2 separate regions of the Mus musculus genome follow, and region 2 is linked to region 1. A link is a contact called in public Hi-C data. All regions are on one chromosome and are shown on one strand. Each heading gives the region's core, a stretch centred on a gene start, on an enhancer-like site or on the middle of the called end of the contact. The rest is flanking DNA. Distances are from core to core; before and after follow the strand shown. Region 1 has its middle 13 kb from the start of A630075F10Rik. Region 2 has its middle 27 kb from the start of Gm17619.

Region 1 (3,946 bases), core at 733-3,232:
TAATGACCCTCACTTCTCTTGTGGTTTTATCGTGTAGTATGTAACAAAGTGCTTTGGAAACGCTGTGGAATGGGATTTAGAGTACATTTTCAAACATACACCTGAAATTCGTTTATTCTTGAGAGATAGGTTATTAGGCCTATCAGAAAACAGATTAGTCTTTCCAGAAATTTAAAAATGAAAGTAGCAAGAGAGGCTCTCTTCAGCTCCGTACTCCCAGGGTGAAAAGAAATCAGTTCAGATGTGAAGCTAAGGAAAGTTCCTCATCTTTTACACACACACACACACACACACACACACACACACACACACACACACACACAGGGGATACAACCTTTGACGGCAATGTGGGAACACAACTCCCAGTCATGTCACACACTCACCATTTCGCCAAGAGCCTGGTGATACCGGCCCTGCCCTGGACAAGTCCAGCCGAGGGTGGGCCACGCCACCTCCTTACTCACAGGGGCGTGGTCTGGGAGGGGTGGGTCTGCTCCGGTCACAGGGGATAATGAGGTGGAAGGGGCAGCTGTGGTCTGGGTGCTTCTGCCCTCAAGCCTTTCCTAGGCCAGTGTTTGCTGCGGTCGCTGGGGCTGAAGAGAATTTCCCGGAGTAGCATTAACTCGGGGAAAACTATGTAACCAAGAATGATAAGGATTGAAACTGTCTAGCTGCTGTCAGCTTTTCCAAACGCAAATTAAAAGGGAGGACATATCAGGGCATCATCCCGAGAACAGAAAGGCTGATGCCCCCGGCGCCTTTGATGGTGATTATGATTTCCGTCTTGAGGCTGCAGGTCTCATGTTGGACGAGGCTTCTTGGTGGTGGCTCTTGGGGCTTGGCCATAGAAGAAAGAAATACGTGATTTCCTGCACCCATTCTTAGAGAGCCACACCGTTCTCCTCCCAAACAGCCCTTAAACTGTTTGAAAGAGGTCCACATGCTGGCAAGCATCACCATAAACAACCCAGACAGCTTCAAGTCGGCCGGCCAACGACATGATTCACTGTGGCGCCCATCTTCTCTACGTGGGGCGCAGAGCCAAATGTTATTTATTCCAAGTGACTTATGGCCAAATGAGGTTCACAGTGCAGCCACAGCCTGGGGACTTCATTGGAGCCGAAACTGGGAGCTGTTGGCACTTAGGAAACGCCGTCTGCCTTCAGAACATGGAAAACAGACACGCGGAGACTATTCTTTACCGCTGTGACTATGGCTTCAAAGCCTCTGGAGTACAGTCTGTGGCAGCGTCTACACTGGCAAAAGGCTGGAGTATTGGGCCACAGAATAGCCAATTCAGGCAAAGCTTGCCTCTCAGAATGATCTCACCCATTTTAATGAATCTTTCCCTTTATTAGGTACTTACCATTGGCCCAAAGCACAACTGCTGCTGTTATATTTAGGCTTGTTTTGTTTTGTTTAGAACAAGTTTCATCTAGCCCAGGTTGGCCCTTGATCTTGTTCTGTAGCCAAGGCTGACCTTAAGCTACAGGACAGTGGGATTATAGGTATGTGCCACAACACCCAGGTCTGCTTTAATTTCTTAAAATATTTAATAAAAAATGGTGTGTGTGTGTGTGTGTGCGCGCGCGCGCGAGCCACGTGTATTCAGGTGCCTAAAGAGGGCAGAAGAGAACACTGGAGTGACTCCTCGGAGCTGAGCATGTGTGCGGCGTGAACTAGGGTTGTGGGTAGTGGGAATCTGGAAGGCAGTGATCCCTTCAAAACTGCACCCGCCATCTTTCCAGCCTTTATTTAATTCTTACACTGATCCCTAAAGGAAGTTCCCCTGGCCTCTGCTTAGAGGTCTTGAGAAGGGGAAATAGAGACATAGGGTGTACGATGATGTCACATGCCAGGAAGTGGCAAAGCAGGGGCGAGAGCAAACTTGTGTTGGGCTTTCCCTGATGGGCATGCTCTGTTAACTGCCACAGTTCCAAACTGGATCGGTCTCAATGACCAGTTACAGACGTCACAAACAAGCAAGGTGAGTTCTTGTTTCCTTTTTACAAGGGAGGACTCAGGGGTTGTCCCTTGTGGTACACTTTCCCCCAGTGACCCTGAGATAAAATCAAGAGTTGTCTGAGTCTCACATCAGTTAACAGCAGTTCTTGAAGACGGCTCCCAAGAGCACAGGTCCCTTAAGATGCTAAAAGATAAAACAAAACAAAACAACAAAACAAAACAACAAAACAAAAGTAAAAACCAGGCGTGGCATGGTAGCATGCCTTTAATTCCCACACTCAGGAGGCAGAGACAGGTAGATCTCTGAGATCCAGGCCAGCCTGGTCTATATAGGGAGGTCCAGGCCAGCCAGGTCTATATAGGGAGGTCCAGGCCAGCCAGGGATGCTTGTCTTTTAAAAAAAATACATTTATTTATGGACCTGTGAGGTGGCTCAGCGAACAAAGTCTCCTGTCCAGAAAACTGATGACCTGAGTTCAGTCCTGGGAGTAATGTCCTCTGCAAAGTCGTTTTTTGACGACCCCCCACCCCCACACACGCTGTGGGTCACAAGAACCCTCATGAATAAATAAATGAAAGAAATTAATTTATTTGTGTTTGAAGCATGCCAATCTATAGCCCAACCCTAGAGGGTCTTTCCTTATTTCAGAGTCCAGACTGGCTCCTCTAAACTCCTCTGTCTGTCAGCCCTCACTGCTGTAAAGAATATATCTTGTAAATAGTAGATCGATGTCTTCACACTTGGCCCATTCCTCTCTCTCTATCACAGAAACGGAAGTGGATGGCCTCAGGCCCTCCACCCCTGACCCCTGACCTTCCTGCTATTGGTGAAAAAAAGGAGCACACATTTTGGGCATTGGATGCTGTTCATAATTATAATAAGAAATAACCGCCAGGCATGGTGGTGCACGCATTTAATCCCAGCACTTGGGAGGCAGAGGCAGGTAGATTTCTGAGTTTGAAGCCAGCCTGGTCTACAAAGTGAGTTCCAGGACAGCCAGGGCTACACAGAGAAACCCTGTCTTGAAAAACCACACACACACACACACACACACACACACACACACACACACACACACAAAGAAAAAGAAAATGAAATACCCATAAGAACCGGGTGGCAGCAGCAACACACACCTTTGATCCCAGTACTGGCGAGGCAGAGGGGAGGATCTCTGTGAGTTCAAGGTCAGCCTGGTCTACAGAGCAGGTTCCAGGATACCCAAGGCTATGCAGAGAAACCCTGACTTGAAACAAAACAAAACAAAACAAAACAAAAAACTAAAGCAACCAACAGAACTCAACAAAACAAAATATCCATTTTTTAAACGTAATCGTCTCAATTCTCTATTGCTGGAAGCTTACATGTTTAACAGTCAAAAAGGCTTTTTTTCCAATTTTTAAAAATGTGTATGGGTGTTTTGTTTGCGTGTATACAATGCACCACTTGTATTCAGTGCCCTTTTAGAGACCAGGAGAAGGGGTCGGATCTCCTGGAACCAGAGTCACAACATGTGGTTGTGAGCAGCCATGTGGGTGCTGGGGACTGAATTGGAGTCCCAGAAGAGTCTCACCTTTGGAGGACTCTCTCTGTCCAGCCCCATTGAGCAGTTAATTTTGACAAGAGGGTCAGGGAAGGAAGCCAGGCTCTGAGATGGTACAACAGCAACCAGGCCAAGTTCACAGATGACAGGTGACCTGACTGTGCCCCACAGGGACTCACATCTCCATCCTGGCTCCACTCCACAGAGTCACCGGCCGCCCTGGAGCCAACCCCCAGAGGTTCTGTGACCATCTGTCTCAGGTATTGTTGCAACTTTCTGGGGCTTACGAATTCACAGGAGACTGTAACACACGGAGACCGAGGAGTGCCGCGTTAGCGTTTGAGACCTTAACTGTTTAATCTCTTCCACGGAACCAGTTAATTCTCCCCTCCCTCCCCAATCCCTTCTCCTTGATTCACACTCACTATGTAGCTCAGGTT
Region 2 (4,081 bases), core at 683-3,182, 160 kb before region 1:
TGGCTTCCTAGACCACTATTTTCTTTTTTAACCAGCAGCAGAGGAGAGCTCTGGGAGCCCAGAAGATAAACAGCCAACAAGCTTGTGAAGTTTATCTCCCAGCCCACGGAACACTGGCTGCAGGAGGCAGCGGCTGGGCTGCAGCTCTGCAAGCTGGCAGCCCGATTCCTCTGAACGCTGGCTGCAGGAGGCAGCTGCTGGGCCCGATTACTCTTTCACTTTGTGCTCACTGCTTCCTGAAGAGAATTTTTTTCAATTAGCTCATTTGTTTCAAGACATACCGAGTGGTCCTCCTCCTCCTCCTCCTCCTCCTCCTGAGTCTCCTCCATCCCAGAACAATACAGAGATTTACCATACACACATGAAGACAAAGTACACTACATTTCACTAGATGAGCCAAGGATGAAGTGTGAATGGATGTTTTTGTAGTTATTTGTTTGTTTAATTTTTCGGTAGTTAGATAAAATGAGACTGCTCCCCTGAGAAGACGTCTTCCCTCCTCCTCAGCATAAAATTCCACCCACTTCTTCCCAAAGACACACTTCTGTTCTAAATCCTAATGGTTTTGCTCTTGCACACAGAGAGTGTGGGAAGCTACGCCTAAGTTGTTAGTGGCGGCTTTCAATCTTTTTCTGAACCTGGGATGAAAGAATTATTCTACTCTGAAGCAGGCAGGAGCTATGGAACAGGAGATCCAGGGAAGGCTGACCCCTGAGGGACAGCCACTTCCTTTGTTTTTCTGGAGTCTGTCATGCCCACGTTCGGAGAGACATTAAGAAAATGGCTGGGGAGAAGAGCAGGCATTTGCGGGGGCGGGGACGGGGGCCCCGAGATTTTACTCTGAGCAATGCAGAAAGCAAACAGACAGAGCAAAAGCCAACAGAAGAGCCAATGGTACGCTCATACCGTCACTTAACACAAAGTTAATTTAACTGGTTTCCCCTTTGGAGTCAGGCATCTTGGGGCCAGGTGTGGGGAAATAGAAGCAGAAAATGTTCAAGGTGTGCAAGATAATAGAGAATTGACCACAGCACGGTTTAGGGCAGCAAAAGCTGAAAGCCCACCAGAGGGACGTGATGAAGGACGAAAAGGGGTAGCATTCAAAGAGACACCTTGCCATTATTTAAAACGATCAAGGTTTTCTACCACGAAGACAAAGGATACTTGTGTAAAATCAAGGTGTCTGATATACACTAGTGTGATCTATAAGACCCTGAAAGAGGGCACAGAAAACTGCAGCCACTGTCTGTGGGGGAGGGGAAGCTCACACTGGTGTACTGCCCACCCCCTCCACCCTGCTGCTCCAGCCCCCACCCCGCTTAAGCTGGAAGCTCGTTCTTTAAAATATATGTCCTGAAAATTGTTTACAATAGACATTTTCTTTTTTATTTAAGGGTAAAAAAAAGTTCACAGCCATGTGTTAAATGAAACCAGTGAGGTATTTAAAACTATGCATATTCATATACATAAAACAAATAATTCTTTAAAAAAAAAGACTGCATTTAGGGAAGATTTCTGGAAGGAAGTATCATGCCGTCAAGTGGTTACTAGCCATCTCCACTTTGAACTTTCTAATGAGGGTGAACATATACTTTTTAGAAGTGCTTAAACTAAAATGATCAAATGAAAAGAATAGCCTAACGACATCAGCAAGTGCCATCCCACGAGGATCGTTCCCCTGCCCGCTTCCTGTACGTCGCAAATGAATTTCTGTTCCTTGCTTCCTAAACGTGGAGTATCATTCATTATCATCCACATTGGAATAGCTCTCTCTCTCTCTCTCTCTCTCTCTCTCTCTCTCTCTCTCTCTCTCACTCTCATGGGCCCTGTCTGTCGGTGCCTTTGTTCCCTGCTGGCTCCTGGAGAGGAGGGAGACCCTGAGGCTTCCGGATTGTAACCCCGCAGCCTCCGGTTTGCGCTCCTGACGTGCATTTGAGCAGCACTTGAGCGGCTCCATTAACCGGAGTGAAGTTGCTGAGAGATAAAATGCCATCTTGCTAGGTCCATTCTGTTGCGTCACCATCCTGTTTTAGGTCACGTCGGGTCGTGTGGCTCTCCGATGGGGGCTGGACCAGCAAACAGCGTTTAGAAACAGGATCTCTGTAAACGCCTTCTCCCTCCCCAATTAGCTCTTGGAAGCCCTCTGTTCCATTTTCTTCTGCCTCAGGCATGCGTAAAAGCGATCAAAGGGGAGGAGGGAGGAAAAGACACTTGTGAGATTGTGTTAAAAAAAAAAAAAAGTCTCCATGTGTTTGAGAGAGACTCACTTCGCCAAGCATTTACTGCAATAAAAACACGATTTGCTAATGAACATGATTCGTGTGTTCTGGGATTGATAACAGATACAGAAGAGCAGAGCAGTCGTGATCGCTGCTGTGGGTATAGTTTTCAGGCGAGGAAATACGGAGAACCCAGTTTATAATTTATTGAAGCCACGGCAGTTCTGGGCTGTGCTCGCTTCTGGTGTGCCCTTCTCTGGTTTCCAGGATGATGGTGTACCGGGAGCCTCCTTCTTGCCCCACAACTGTGCTGGAGCGGGGGAGGGGGGGGCGGGGGTTCGGTTCTTAATTTATCTCCTCATGAACTGTTTTCTCAAGGAGGCTAGGGTCAAGTTTGGAAACCAAATTTATGCAAAGAGGGATTGTGACATACTAGAGGGAGGATTTGAAACTCGAAGGGGGGGGCTACATCCCAACTTCTCTGGAGAAGCAGGAATTCCCAGCTCTGTTTTGATCACTTGAAAATGTCACAGTTTAGTTTACAGGTATTTCTGAGGGATCATTTTTGATGCCTTTAAATTTAGGAAAATACTCAAATACAACCAGAATTAAGTGTCTCTCAAGATGGAAAAAAAGGGGCCTACTGGCTATTGTCTGACCTCCCCTGGGCCTGATTGACTAGTAGAAATTGCATCTCCATGGGAACAGATAAATGTCTGCTTTTCATGTCATGAAATAACCAGCTCGGTCCTCGGAGCTTCACCAACCTAGCACTTTATCCGGGCGGCTGTGAGCAGAGTCTCCCTTTTCATGTTCAGCCAAATTATCTGCTAGAATCTCTTTTCAAGCCTAAGGAGGGGGAAAAACAGAGAAGGGAGGGAGGGAGGAGAGAGAGAGAGAGAGAGAGAGAGAGAGAGAGAGAGAGAGAGAGAGAGAGAGATCCCCTCCCCCTTCTGCATGGAGTTAATTACTGTATTTTCCTCGGGGAGACGGAGGAAGAAGACACCCGCTGAAATAACACGCAAATGATGACTAGCATGTAGTATCTGCCTGTTCAATAGCTGTGGGTGATTTTTAAAAAGGAGGCCGGCCAGCGAGTGCCAAGGCGACCCTGAGAGGCTGGTCCTAGGACCCACTAGGTTTTGTTTATTTGTTGTTACACTGGGACTTGGCTGTGGAGTCTTAGGCAAGTGGACAGCAACTGTTTCGCGCTGGGGTCTGAGAAGTAGGGTGAATGGGAATCATGGGAGAAGTCGCTGGCGAGCCTCAGATTATCTGCCTCCCACCCCCATCCCCAACCCCGAGCCTCCAACATCTGCCATTTTGACTCCCGTCTCTGGTGCGGCGCTCTGTGCCCGCCACATTGGAGGATAGTCTGAAAAGAGAGCCGGGGCTTTCTCTATCCACGTTCTAGACATTTCGGCTTCTGTGCTTGGTTAAAAATACCACCAGAAGCAGCATCTTTTTATTTTTTTCTTTTTTTTTCTGATGATACTGCAAGATTTCCAACCCACCTTTCTGCGTCAGAGGGAGAAGGAACGAAGAAGAAACATCAAAAGGAAGAGAGCAGAGGCAGGCTCCCTCCCGCACAAGAACAAACTCTTGTGGGGAAAGATATCCTAGACCGATGGTTCTAAAACCAGGCGCCAGAGCGCGAGCGGGGAGCGGGCTCTCTCTTTTTTGGGATCTATTTACCCTCTCCTGTTATTGTGTCTTCTGTCACTGAAACTTTGTGGTTTGTTTCTCTTTTCTTCCTCTGCACCTCCACCCAGACAGCCAGCAAGTCTGAGCAGGAAATGACTGAAGACTAGTGAGCTGCACCCCCACTATCCCCCACCCCCACCCCACCCCTCACCACCCAC

Evidence for each region. A called contact is a pair of places that touch in the nucleus more often than the background predicts.
Region 2: a contact with region 1 is called in a Hi-C map of CD8 T cells, with 1.7 times the contacts expected there. The contact joins two enhancer-like sites. A contact is called at or near these places in 9 of 484 Hi-C or Micro-C datasets (CD8 T cells, embryonic stem cells, stem cell-derived neural progenitor cells and 1 more), 1 of 115 datasets of contacts at active chromatin or transcription factors (embryonic stem cells) and 1 of 9 other capture datasets (embryonic stem cells).

The regions. Positions count from the first base shown.
Region 1 is chr2:170,056,102-170,060,047 of GRCm38.p6, reverse strand. It overlaps a transcript of Tshz2 not described here. Among named protein-coding and RNA genes, the nearest start is that of A630075F10Rik, 13 kb to the left of the region's middle. Within about 2 kb of position 1,982, at least 17 of the 459 cell types and tissues checked have an H3K27ac peak or open chromatin away from gene starts, as enhancers often do. A contact at or near this core is called in CD8 T cells, where this site is marked.
Region 2 is chr2:170,219,117-170,223,197 of GRCm38.p6, reverse strand. No RefSeq gene overlaps it. Among named protein-coding and RNA genes, the nearest start is that of Gm17619, 27 kb to the right of the region's middle. Within about 2 kb of position 1,932, at least 204 of the 459 cell types and tissues checked have an H3K27ac peak or open chromatin away from gene starts, as enhancers often do. A contact at or near this core is called in CD8 T cells, where this site is marked.